Regions from separate parts of the Rattus norvegicus genome. Here region 1 is linked to region 2. A link is a contact called in public Hi-C data. All regions are on one chromosome and are shown on one strand. The core of a region is the stretch at or near the end of the contact, and the rest is flanking DNA. Distances in the headings are between cores, read along the strand shown. Region 1 has its middle 39 kb from the start of Tmem168. Region 2 has its middle 12 kb from the start of Tas2r7l.

Region 1 (6,410 bases), core at 3,654-6,153, 240 kb after region 2:
GTAAAAGGATAAAGGGGGAAAATGGATAGAAATGTTAAAAGGAGGAGGATGAAAAGGCAGGGCAAAGGAGGGGTTATGGTGAGGGACACTAAAAGTCTTTTGAAAAGCCATATGGAAATCCACTAGGAGAACTTCCTAAAGTATACAGAGATAGATAGACAGACAGACACAGAGAGAGAGAGAGAGAGAGAGAGAGAGAGAGAGAGAGAGAGAGACAGAGACAGAGACAGAGACAGAGACAGAGACAGAGAGACAGAGAGAGAGGCAGAGAGAGAGAGAGAGAGAGAGAGAGAGAGAGAGAGAGAGAGAGAAGCAATGCCTTAACTAAACTTCTTTTTCTACCAAGTAAAAACACACAAGGAATGGGTTACATATTGTTGCATCATTGGTTCAACAGGTCCCACAGAGCCCTTCCCCACACAAAACACAGGCCATCTCTAAGGCTATTGGTTACTTAATATTTAACAGTAAGGTCCTATTTCTGAAGATACCACTTGACTTGGGTCAACAAATATGGAGAAGGCAAGTTGGTGATCAACTAAAAGCCTCACCCCTACTGACTAGTATCATGGTGCCAGAGGCTCCATGCTACACATGTACTACACATGGTACCTGCTAGAGGAGAAAGGTAACCATTAACATTAACCAGCTACAAACCCTGAGACCTATAACATGATCTGCCTGCAAGATACACTGGTTCAATAATAGCACAAATCTTCAGGGAATAGTCAACAACTTTTTGATTGGTATTAAGGACCACTCCATGGGATGAAACACAAAGCTGACAGTTAATAAAGCCAAGAACCCAAGACTCACCAGGTCATGAGTCCTAGGAGAAAAACCTACTACTACTATTCTGTTAAATGAACTTAGCAATAAAATGACTCCTAATGACACATTGCTAAACCCATAAATTAACACATAACAAGCCTGATCCAAGCTTTTCTTTTTGCAGTAAACGATAATGAATAGAGACCTACAACTGGACGATATATAGAGAGAGCGAGGTACTTCAGAGTCCTCAGCCCTAAAATGGGATACCTTCATGAAATTTCCCACCCCTCAAACTTCTCTCTGATCTAGTCTAACAGCCTCTGATATTTTAAATGAAAATTATTAATCTGTAAATGAAAGTTGATTTTAAATCTATCACCCTGCTATTTGGTATTTGCTATAGCAGGGGTGTGTGTGTGTGTGTGTGTGTGTGTGTGTGTGTGTGTGTGTGTGTATTCCACATATATCCCTGAGGTAGATAGAGGGTAGGTCTAGGTAGGTAACAGAGTTAGAAAGATTCTAAGAGCCAAAGGTGGAAGATGACTCTAAGGAACTACATGTTCCAAACACAATTGGACTGCTACACATATGAACTCACAAAGTGTGCAACAGTGAAAAGTTCAAACTAACAAAAGCCAAGCACTGAGAAGGGGAGTGGACTCAAAGTCCTCCCCAACAAAGAAGCCATCTACAATTGATAGATGATGGGAAAGGAAAAGTGAGACTCTCCAATGGAGTCTCGCTTTGTACATCAATGGCATTTCAGGGCAGTCCCTGTGTCCAAGACTAGGCCGGCACAAAATGGACTCCATATGTTTTGTGACCTTTTTGATTTGGTTTGATATTTTCTGTCTTATTGGTTTTTGTCTTTTTGTTTTTGTTTGTTTTTTAACTTTAGCAATAAGGAGGAAGTACATGAATTTGTGTAGGTAGAAAGGTTGAGAGGATCTGGGAGGAACTGAAGGAGAAAAGAACATATATAATCGGAATATCAAAACATTTAAAATTTTTTAAGAGTAAAAATGCTCTCTGATCTAATTTAACAATCCCTTATGTTATAAATCAAAAGCATCAATCCATAAATTAATAAAGTTGATTTAAATCTATCATCTTGCTATTTGTTATTTGCTGTGCCTATTAAAACTACTTATTCATTCTTGATTTCTGCTAAATCAACCCAATAATTTTGAAGTTTCCTATTTCTCCTATTGATTTTTAATGCCTTTGTTTTAATATGAATATTGTTTTCAATAATGTTCATATTTATTTATAGCAATATGATCAAAGAGTTTTTGGCTTTCTGATACATTTCTATCATTTTTTGTCCCAATTCTCCCACCTCTGACTTTTGTAGTTGTTGCAAACTGGTCTCCATATCATTTTGACTCCTTCATATCATTCCTTGAGGAAGATTTTGCCTTCTGGAATTAAAATATCCCAAATTCATTTTGTACTTCTGACATTCACCAAAAGTATGCAGAAATAATTATATCTCCAAAGAGCCCTGTCACTAAAAGATAATATTAAAGAGCCAGGATCTGAGATCCAATTATAGTCCTTACAAATGTATTGTGATCTTCTCTATTCCAGGTTCAGCATTAAATATTCAAACAGCTGTAGGTTGAAAAATTTGCTAAAAAACCAAACAGTACCACCAACAACAAATAGGAGTCTGCCCAAACATGGCATTATTCCCTAGACAATGTAACACAATAACTTTTATCACAGGTAATACAAAATGACTTAAAAGGATAAACAAGTATTCATAAAGCAGAGACAAATACTACATTTATATCAGAAGCTTGAGACAGATTGGAGTATCCAAAGGTCTAGACCAGGGGACAAATACATTTGCATTTCTCTCAGCACTCCAGGGATCTTATAGCTCTATCCCTATATTCTCTTATCATTTTCAATAGAATTTACTCTTATTATCTTCATTGTAATCTGAGCTAGACTCCCTGTCATGTAGATCTCCCATCATTCCACTCTGCTGTTTGGTATTCATATCCTCCTCACCCTATGCCAAATCACTCCTCTTTGTGGAATACTGTTTCATCCCTTAAAACCCCATACTAGATACATTCACTCTGTTTACTCTTAAACTATTTAAAAATATATAAATACAAGTATAACTATAAAATTTTGAACTAATTATTAGTTTTACATTTTCATTTGGTTCTGACATTTTATATATCTTTTCTTTCCTATAAATTTCTGAAATAATTTTTAATTCATTTTTACCTCCTGATTACAAGTTTATTATCTCCTTAATCCTTTTCCCTCAAAATTTAATTTACATATACTTTAATGAACTTTCACAAATTAAAAGTACAATTAAAAAGATATGAGACAGTTGACACTGAAAATTAAAATAAAAAATCTAAAATGCTAATGACCAGAAGAGAAATACACATATGCCACATGACAAATGGTATAGTTCTAATAAAGAGCTCTTAATATTTGGAAAATAGTTCAGAGCAAAAATAATAATAATAAGTGGTCAAGGACTGGTGTTTAGCTCAGTAATGGAGCATTGGCTGGCATGTATTCTTATTAGATTGAGGGGACTGTGATCTTTTTTTTTTATCTTTATTAACTTGAGTATTTCTTATTTACATTTCGATTGTTATTCCCCTTCCCAGTTTCTGGGCCAACATCCCCCTTAACCTCTCCCCCTCCCCTTCTATGTGGGCTTACCTTGTAAAATACCAGATGGGGAAAGATGTTCAAAGTACTACTACCATTAACCCTATACTCTTGATAATGGATCTGATATCATTCCTTATTAGGTGCATTCTTCATGACTGTCGAAGAACATTGCAAAGTAGCATCTAGTATGTACATGCATGTACACATGTGCGAAGGGCCAGCCTCAGCTTACAGAGGAGTTCCTGTGAGAAGGGTGTTTGAGAGTGTCCAAAAAATGCTTCAATGTAGATCATGGGGTACAAGCTGATGTCCTGTGGTCTGCTCAATACAGCTTTCTCTGGAGAGCTCCAGGAAGCTCATCCAGATACCTCAGCTCTCACAGAACAAGGCCCAATCTTTTATTTACCTAACAATCAGTCATTTACTTCAGGTTCCCTTTTGATTATCCCACAAAGTGATTTCAGCCCTGGGAGTCTTAGAAAAAGACAGCAAGTACTTTTTTATAAATATAACATTGCAAATGAATTCAGAGATCTGCCAGCCTTTGTAAACATAACCAATGAATTTAGCTGGGTGGATCCCTTATTGAGATTACTGTTTGGACCATGCCTGTGTCTAAAGTTCCTCTGTTCCAGGCTGATCTTGAACTCAGGAATTTGCCTGCCTTTATATCTGGCTGTTTTTGTATCTTTCTGACAAGCTGGTTTATAGTGCAACTGTTACTGTTCTTTTAGGTCTGTGAAGCCCTTCATATAATTCATATTGCATCCTTATATTTTGCATAGTTGAGAAATTATATATTCTTGAACTCATGTTTTCAGAATTCTTCCCCACAGCCTTAAGGGCTATCCTGAATATTCTGGCATCTATCATTTTAGCTAAGGACATAGATACACCCTCAACTCCTAGACTTGCTATCTTTGATTATCATGGAGTCATTAACCTTGGCAGGGAGAATATTTCCTGAAGGGACATGAAGATATATCATATTAATACACAAACACACACACACACACATACACACACACAATACAAACAAGACTCCCAGTTCAACACTCAATGGAGGCCCACACTTTGCTGGCTTTGTCCCAGAGATGAGAACTATGTCACACCATCCCTTCTATGACCATGTAGGACTCAGCACATGTGTCTGTACAGAACCACATATTTTTCAGTTGAGGTGCTTAGAATGAGGAATTTACCCTTTAGAATACCCTGAAAGTTGAAATAAACCAGAGGTAGGCTGCAGATTTAATTAGATTGAGTTCTATTTCAGTTAGCCAAGTCCCTAACCTTCCATGCTTTAGCTGCTGAGAGACTGAGCAGTTTATTCTTTTCACTGTTGGAACTGGAAGAGTGAGTACCCAATTTTAGGTAATTTAGCTTCCTCCAGCAATGCAAACACTAGAATCCAAGCAACAGGAGAGTGTACAGAGCTGCATGGAATCTCTGCATACTAGGCTCTCCTCCACTGTGATTATCTTGCCAGTGTTCCAGAGAAAACCAAATACAGCTGGTGGTTCAAGCAGACATTTAGAAACCCATTTAACCATTTCAATTCTCAGAAATACTGGCAGTTACATTCTTCACACACACACACACACACACACACACACACACACACACACACACAGAGAGAGAGAGAGAGAGTGAGAGAGAGAGAGAGACAGAGAGACAGAGAGACAGAGAGACAGAGAGAGAGAAAGACAGAGAGAGACAGAGAGACAGAGAGAGAGAGAGAGAGAGACAGAGAGAGAGAGACAGAGAGAAATTATTTACACCTATGTTTGTTCGTTGCTATATGCCCCTGCTTACTGACAGAAATTCAACTCTCTGTCATTTACTTCACCCAAACTTGCTTGTACAAACTTCTCTGTAGTCAGTCCACTAAAGAGCGCACAGTAACGTCATCTGGAATTTCCCTTGCATTGATACTGGATTAAAGCCCTTCAGCAGCTCACATTCTGACTAGGAGTACAGGTCTATTTCACCATATTTTGTGAAAATTGACAATGTCATCAACTTATATTTCAATATAGTACACCCAATGACTCTTTTTCCCCTCCAGTTCACATCAAATTAACAAGGAAATAAAAACTGACTATACCATCAAGATGTAGGGAATGGGATGATCTATCATTAGACCTGAGGTTTATACATATCTAGACAATAAAAACAGAGGAGCATGAAGGGATATTTGAGAGAGAAGCAAACTGTAGTAGCTGAACAGCCGCCAAGAAATTTGAGAAAAATCAGTGACATTCAGCATAACTCTAGAAAGGCTCTAACACAGGGGTTCTCAACCTTTCTAATGCCGTGCTATAACCTTTAACACAGTTCCCCATGTTGTGGTGGCCCCCAACCATAAAACTATTGTGTGGCTACTTTATAGCTATAATTTTGCTATGCTTATGAATAGTCTGATGGTCTAAAGAGATCAATGAAGGGGTCTTCACCACCCCAAAGGGGTTGAGAACCACTGCCTAGTATCAGTGACTATTGATAAATTGAGGGAGGAATTAAGAAACGGGGTAAATAATTCAAGAGCAAGCTTAGGAAAGGGGATTCATAATTCTGTAGTTAATAAAGGTGTTTGTTTATATTAACCAATCACCTATCTCCTCTGTTCTCATAGCATTTTAAGCAAAATAACTACAGTAGTTCTAAGAAAGGTATTCATATTCACCTAACGGTTAAATCTTTTTTTTTCTTACCATGGGAGGGATCACCAAAACATACGAACTGAATTCCCATAATTTTACTTAAATTTAAAGCTCAGAGGCTATCACTTCTTATCATGGACCAGGAAACTGAAGCCATCGTTTTATATTCTTCTTTCTTAAATACCAACAGGCAGCCGTTGGTGTTCAGATGTTTGAAGAAGCTGGAACTGCAAATGGGAAAGGAATGACACCAATTCCAGGAGAAACACTGGAGAAATCCAATGAGACTTGCTTTTGTTGTTGTTGTTGTTGTTTTGAAAT
Region 2 (6,394 bases), core at 199-2,698:
TGCTATAGAAGGTGACCACTTCAAGCTCCATATCCCCAACTGCTTGGAGACTCAGCTAGAGTCACCCTCATAGACACCATGGAGCCTTCCCCATCTCAGAGACTGAATCATCAGCCAAACAGCATGCATTTGCTAAACCTATGCCCCACCCTGCACATATGCAGCAGATGTGCAGCTTGGCTTTCATGTGGGTGATTCAACAACTGGAATAGGGGCTCCGTCTGACTCTTGCTTGTATGTGAATCCCGTACCAGTAACTAGACTGCCTTGTCTGGCCTCAGTGGAAAAGGATGTGCCTAATCTTTCAGTGAAGGTGGGGTGGGTTGGTACCTTGGGGGATCCTCTCCCTTCTCAGAGAAGAAGGGAAGGGGATGGATGAGGGACTGTGTGAAGGGAAACAGGGAGGAGGGGAACTTCAATCAAGATGTACAGTGAGTAAATTAATGGAAAAATAAAAACTGTTTAAAAATGACAATTTTTGTCACTAGGTGGCAGGATTTTACTATGGTCTTGATTCTCAGCCATGTTGGCAGGTAGAGAAAGAAATTTAAGTAAAAAGAATTGAAATTGCTATAGAAAATGACTCTATACCATACCACATATCGGTTCAACAGAATTTGGGTTTTGCTGCGAAAGTATGAGATTGCATTTGATGGAATACTTAGGTTCCTCATAAAACAGTCAAAAGTTTTCAAATTTCAGAAAAATCATTTCCAGACCCTGAAAAACACAACTAAAATGGATATGGATTTTATATCATGAATATGTTTACTTTCTGTAGGTTTCATGCTTTTTGTATATCTCTCCCTTATTTAATTCTACATTATCAAAGCATTTAGCATGGCATGGCAGAATTCATTGCAATTTGGTATTTTACTCTTTAAAGACTCATTGTGAACCTTGTAAGGGCCCTGGCTTCTGACCACAAAATGGCTTTCTATGAAGACACTCATCTACTTGTCAGAATTTGTTATTTTGTTAACAATGTCTTTATATATTAATACTTCAAGAAAGAAAATTCAGTGTAGGACAAAAGAGCGTCTCAAAAGTATTCTTTTCTGACAGAATAGTTCTTATTAGGTCTCTACTTTCTGTTTGGGGAACATCTTAATCTGAATCTCAGTCTCCTTTGTCTGCTTCATTTAAATGTTGTATTGAGAGAAATCCTTGTTTTTCATCTAACAAAACCCAATTGTCAGTCATTATCTGTAGTTCTAATCAGGAAACGCAGTTAAGTATTATTTTTAGACTTCTATTTGACCAAGGCATTATAGTGCTTCCATTTCTGTCTAGTTTGCCTGAAGAAAGGGTTGATTTCTCCATAAACAGCCTCCATTTTTTCGTTATTCATTGATCTTGTCTTCAACCCTCTGGATCATACCCTTACCCTTTTCCCTGGATCTTTTGCGCGTCATAAAGGCCTCTGTTGAAATCTGAATTCAACTCTTGCCTCAGCAGGTTTGGGTCAGGCTGTGTGGTTAATAATTAATTCCTTGCCTTAGATAAAGGTCAGTTAGATACTGTTTCGATTAGTGAGTCCCTCTGTAGTCTAAATTCCCTAGTATCATTGCTACTTCAAGCATATCCTAGGCCTCTTAACCTTCCTGTTGTCTGGGTAGTTCTTCCAGTGCAGACATTGTCTTGCTTTCATAAAAAATTCAGAGACTGAAACCTATTTTACAATAGAACAATGCAATAGAACAAAGCTTAGGTATGTGCTAACCCTTGCATCACCCAGCGGCACTCTCCTATATAAAGAGCAAGCTGGATGAGAATATTCCTGCCATGCTGATGCTTTTAGCAAGTCCTTGTCGGACAGTTATTTTTATGCCTGACATTCTGCAAAGTACTGAGAACACGCAGGTACAGGAGATGAGTATGACCTCAGAGTGAACAGCTAGTGTGAGGGAGAAATGAGTAAGCTGTGAAGACAGTTCAGAGAGGAGAGTTCAGATGGGAGATGCTCAAGATACCATGGGAATCCAGAGAACGGGAGGCTAATCAACACCTGGGTAATCAAGGAAAGTCTATAAATTACTGTTGCTGTGCAATAATAGGCCTTGGGAGTGATTTCACCTCCTAGTTATGCTCAAATGCCTTGTGGATCAGAGATTTGTGAAAAGCACATTGAGGTCAGTTCTCTGAGGCAGTGTCTGGGATCCCTGCCAGAAACACTCAAATGGCTGGGGAATGGAATTGTGGGAGGTGGCCCAACACACAAGTCTGGCACCTGGGCAGAGACTATCAGCTGCAGCACCTACACATGGCCTCTCCATAAGACCTGAGCTTCTTCACAACGTGAAAACTGAATCCATCGGCAGCTGAGGACTCCAAAGAATATGTTTAATGAGAGAGGTTGCAGCCATCTCTGGAAAACTCAATATGCTGCAAAATAGGTAGTGTGAAAGCTAGCTGCGCAAAACAGTAAGGTGTTGTGGAATATGTGGAGCTAAAGGATTTATAGAATCTACCTGCATGAAATAGAGGTGTTCCAGGCAGAAGGAATAAAACAGGTCCATTCCTCCAGTCTAGGGATGAATTGCAGGGAAGCAACTAGATGGAGCTCAGAATAACTGTTCTTCAAGTATGGGAGGAATTGGTAAGGGATGAGCCTAGACAGGAAGGTGGTAGTGGTGCCTAGGAAGCAGATCCTTTAGGCCAGGAGGAATCATCACAAGTCTTTACAGAAGACATTCAAGCTAAGGCCTGTGCTACACTAAAAATAATTGTTTTGGATGGACAGGAGAGTTGCCAAGATTAGACAGAAAAACAGTAAGCATAAGGCTAAAAGCCTGTTGAGAGGCTTATGATTAATTTCAAGTTTGAAGAGTGGGGAAGGGTCACCCTGGGGTTTGATAATTAGTGAGGAGGACTGACGGTATTCATCAATTATATTCAATTAATTCTTAAGGTTTGCAGCAACGAAAAGATACACATCAGTGGTTCTCAACCTGTGGGTCACAAACCCCCTTTCACAGACGTTACATATCAGATAGCCTGCATAACAAGTATTTACATTATGACTCATAATAGTAGCAAAATTATAGTTATAAAGTAACAACAAAATAATTTAATGGCTGAGAGCCATAACAACGTGAGGAAGTGTATTAAAGGGTCCTGTAGGAAAGTTGAGAATGACTGTTATAGCTCAAAACAAGCCCGTAGAAGAAAGTTAGGAATCAAGGGTCCAAATGAGCTCTAAACAATACCTTCCAGTGTTTACAAAGTAGTCATGGGCAGAGTGGTAAGTGGCTATGACATGACAATCCCTATAGATGCTGCCAACCAAGGAAGCACACGGAGCCCTCACTGTCTGGGATTTCCACTGAGGCCTGATCCTGTCGATGCAGTTGCTCATCTTCACAGCAGTCTCTCTGGAGACGGAACTGACAACATGACCAGTAGCTCTGTCATCCTTCACACTGATAGTTTATCTTCTGTGGCCCAGGTCTCCAAGGTACAAACACTTATCAGGGAGAACTGTCATTACAAGGAAATAGAGATTGGCTTCCACAAGCACAAAGTAAAGGTTCCATCTCTCTGGATTGAGAGCAGTTCTACTCTGGATAATAAGGAGATGGTTAGTGAATAGAGAGTGAAAATCAATTTGGTGGTGATCGAGAGCAGAGGTGCTGCTGGTAAGATAGGTACCTGGGTTGCAAGATGATGACCATGGGGAAGAAATGGGGTTGTTAACTCAGGTTTATGTCTTCAGATGAGAAGTCTACATCCGAGAATGTTAACTGACTTCAAAATGGTAGTGGTGGCCAAAGAAACCCACTGTCATCTGTGGAAGGAAGGGAACTGGTAGCAGAGCTAGGAGAATGACTGATGGGTAGACCCTGTAGTGGGATGGAGTTCCTAGAAAGTTCCTTCCCTGCCTGCCCTGCTCTGAGATGAGGAAATGACCTTGAAAGATCTCCTCCCACTTCTAGACGTTTTTGAGGAACTACTCTATATAGTATATCTAATAGAATTCAACCTTATTGGAGGCATTCCATCACCTTGCAAGATAGGTTTTATTTACTATAAAAGTGTGAATTATTTTCTAGTCGATGAATCCAATTAACATGGTTGCAATTTATTTTAAAGAGAATGGTAGTTTTGCTCAATTTTAGTTCATAATCTCTCCCATCTCAATAGTACCTGATGTACAATTCAGTCTTTACCTGTATCTCTGGTATACAAATCTCAGGTCAGTTTCTTGCAGCAACTTGTTAATGCTCAGTTCCTTAGCAGGAAACTTTGCTTAGTAATAGCCATTACTTAATCTTAGCCTCAGTCTGCCTTTCACCTTTTCCTTGTAAAAGTGCTTTGGGGAATTAACAAAGCCAAGATGCTGCCCCTAGGTATGGTTCTGCACTTTATGCTTCTCTCAATAGGTAAAATTTCCTTCCCAAGACCCTGGCTCTGCCTCTACAGAGTGATTGAGTTGCCACTGTTAGTCTGATCTCCTGAGAGTGGTAACTGTAAGGTTAGCAAAAGCCACCAAAGCCAGGGATTGCAAGGAGGGATTGCCACAGAGCTTTCAGCAGATATTGCTGGAGTTATGAGAACAAGTACAGGAAACTTTCAGCAGGATGACATAATGCTACCCCCAAAGTGGTGCCTCCAAGCTTGGTGCATCCGTTCCCCCAAACTGGAAGTCACCCTGTTACATTAGTCTTGTTTCTCCCATATCTATAGGCAGCCAGGCACTTTTAACATTATGCTATGTTCTGTAAGGAGCAGATATTTCCTTTATACCCTTTCCCAGCTACCTAAATAGAAATCACATTACTGAGCCTTACTAATTCCTGTTACTAAATGTGGACATGTGCCACAGACCTTGACTAGACAAGTATATCTTGCCTGATGTTGTATCAATTTGCTTCCACTTTTAAAAAAATTCTTTATTTTATTTTTTACAGTCCAGCCTTTATTCCTACCCCAGTCTGCCCTCTGACTTCCCCCCACACACACACACATCCTCATTCCCAAGAGGATGTGTCCACCACCACCACCCCCCCGCCCTTCCAGACCTCTCTACTCCCTGGGGCTTCAGTCTCCTGAGGCTTAGGTGTGTCTTCTCTCACTGAGGCCAGACCAGGCAATCCTCTGATGTATATGTATCAGGAGCCTCATATCAGCCCATGTTTGCTGACTGGTTGGTGGCTCAGTGTCTGAGCAATCTTGGAGGTCCAGGTTAGTTGAGACTAATAGTCTTCCTATGGACTCTCCCTCCTCCTAAACTTCTTAGAGTTTTACTCTAATTCAATCACAGAGATCAATAGCTTCTTCCATTGGTTGTGTGTAAATATCTGCATTTGACTCTTTCAGCTGCTCATTGGGTCTTTTGGAGGGCAGCCATGATAGGGTCCTGTCTGTAAGCATACCATAGCATCAGTAATAGTGTCAGACCATGGGACCTCTCCCTGAGCTGGATCTCAATTTGGGCCTGTCACTGGACCTCCTTTTCCTCAGGCTCTTCTCCATTTTTGTTCCTGCAGTCATTTCAGGCAGGAACAGTTGTGGGTCAGAGCTTTTGACTGTGGAATGACAACCCCATCCCTTCATTTTATGCCCTGTCTTTCTACTGGAGGTTCCCTCTCCCTACTCTTGAGCATTTCATCTAAGATCCCTTCCTTTGAGTCCCGAGAGTCTCTAACCTCCCAGATCTCTGGTAATCTCAGGAGGTAGGAGGAGTGGGGAGGGACCCTCTAGAATTGCTTCCACTTATATATCAAGGTCCCTGTTAGTATTCATTGAGACTACTTTTGTGTTTTTCTTGTTTTGAGACCCTAATAGCTGTTAGGTTCTTATGTTGATAACATAATAGCAACTTAGTAAGTAGAGTCATAAGGGACTAGATCTGTAATTTGAGGCAGTGTAAAACCTCCTTGTAACACATATCATGTAACTCAAACTGTCTTCACTTTGCCCCAAAGAGTAGAGGACTAATAGTCTAACTAGGAAAAACCAACCTACTTCTTGGGGTATAAAATCTATGGGAAAGGAGAATGTTGACTGAAATAAGGAACCGTAGTATATAACACTTCTTCTTCTGAAGGTCTAGAAGTTTGTTCTGTAAGGCTCATTCAAAAGAGTGACTTTTTTATAAGTGGACCTTACTAGGTCAAGGTGTGGGACACTTCAGGGCTAATGCGATTCCCATAACTCAGTATAAACCAGAGAGTGGTTATTTTTTGTCTTCATCTTTCCCTTTCAACTTATTTATTTATATGTTTTCACACAATATATTTCGACTATGTTACTTATCCTCCCTTAGGTCCTCCCAAAGCCTCCCCCCCTTAACTTCATGTTCTTTCTACTTCACTTCCTTAAAAAGCACCACAAAATCAAAACAAAGAGACAAAGCAAAATAAAACAAAAACATGGAGTTGATTTTATGTTG

The links. Hi-C and Micro-C count contacts between places; a contact is called where the count stands out from the background.
Region 1: a Hi-C map of liver shows a contact between it and region 2, with 5 times the contacts expected there. The contact joins two enhancer-like sites. A contact is called at or near these places in 5 of 12 Hi-C or Micro-C datasets (the A7r5 cell line, Schwann cells, hepatocytes and 1 more).

The regions. Positions count from the first base shown.
Region 1 is chr4:42,782,913-42,789,322 of GRCr8, forward strand. No RefSeq gene overlaps it. Among named protein-coding and RNA genes, the nearest start is that of Tmem168, 39 kb to the right of the region's middle. Within about 2 kb of position 4,904, at least 3 of the 93 cell types and tissues checked have an H3K27ac peak or open chromatin away from gene starts, as enhancers often do. A contact at or near this core is called in hepatocytes and liver, where this site is marked.
Region 2 is chr4:42,544,798-42,551,191 of GRCr8, forward strand. No RefSeq gene overlaps it. Among named protein-coding and RNA genes, the nearest start is that of Tas2r7l, 12 kb to the left of the region's middle. Within about 2 kb of position 1,449, at least 7 of the 93 cell types and tissues checked have an H3K27ac peak or open chromatin away from gene starts, as enhancers often do. A contact at or near this core is called in hepatocytes and liver, where this site is marked.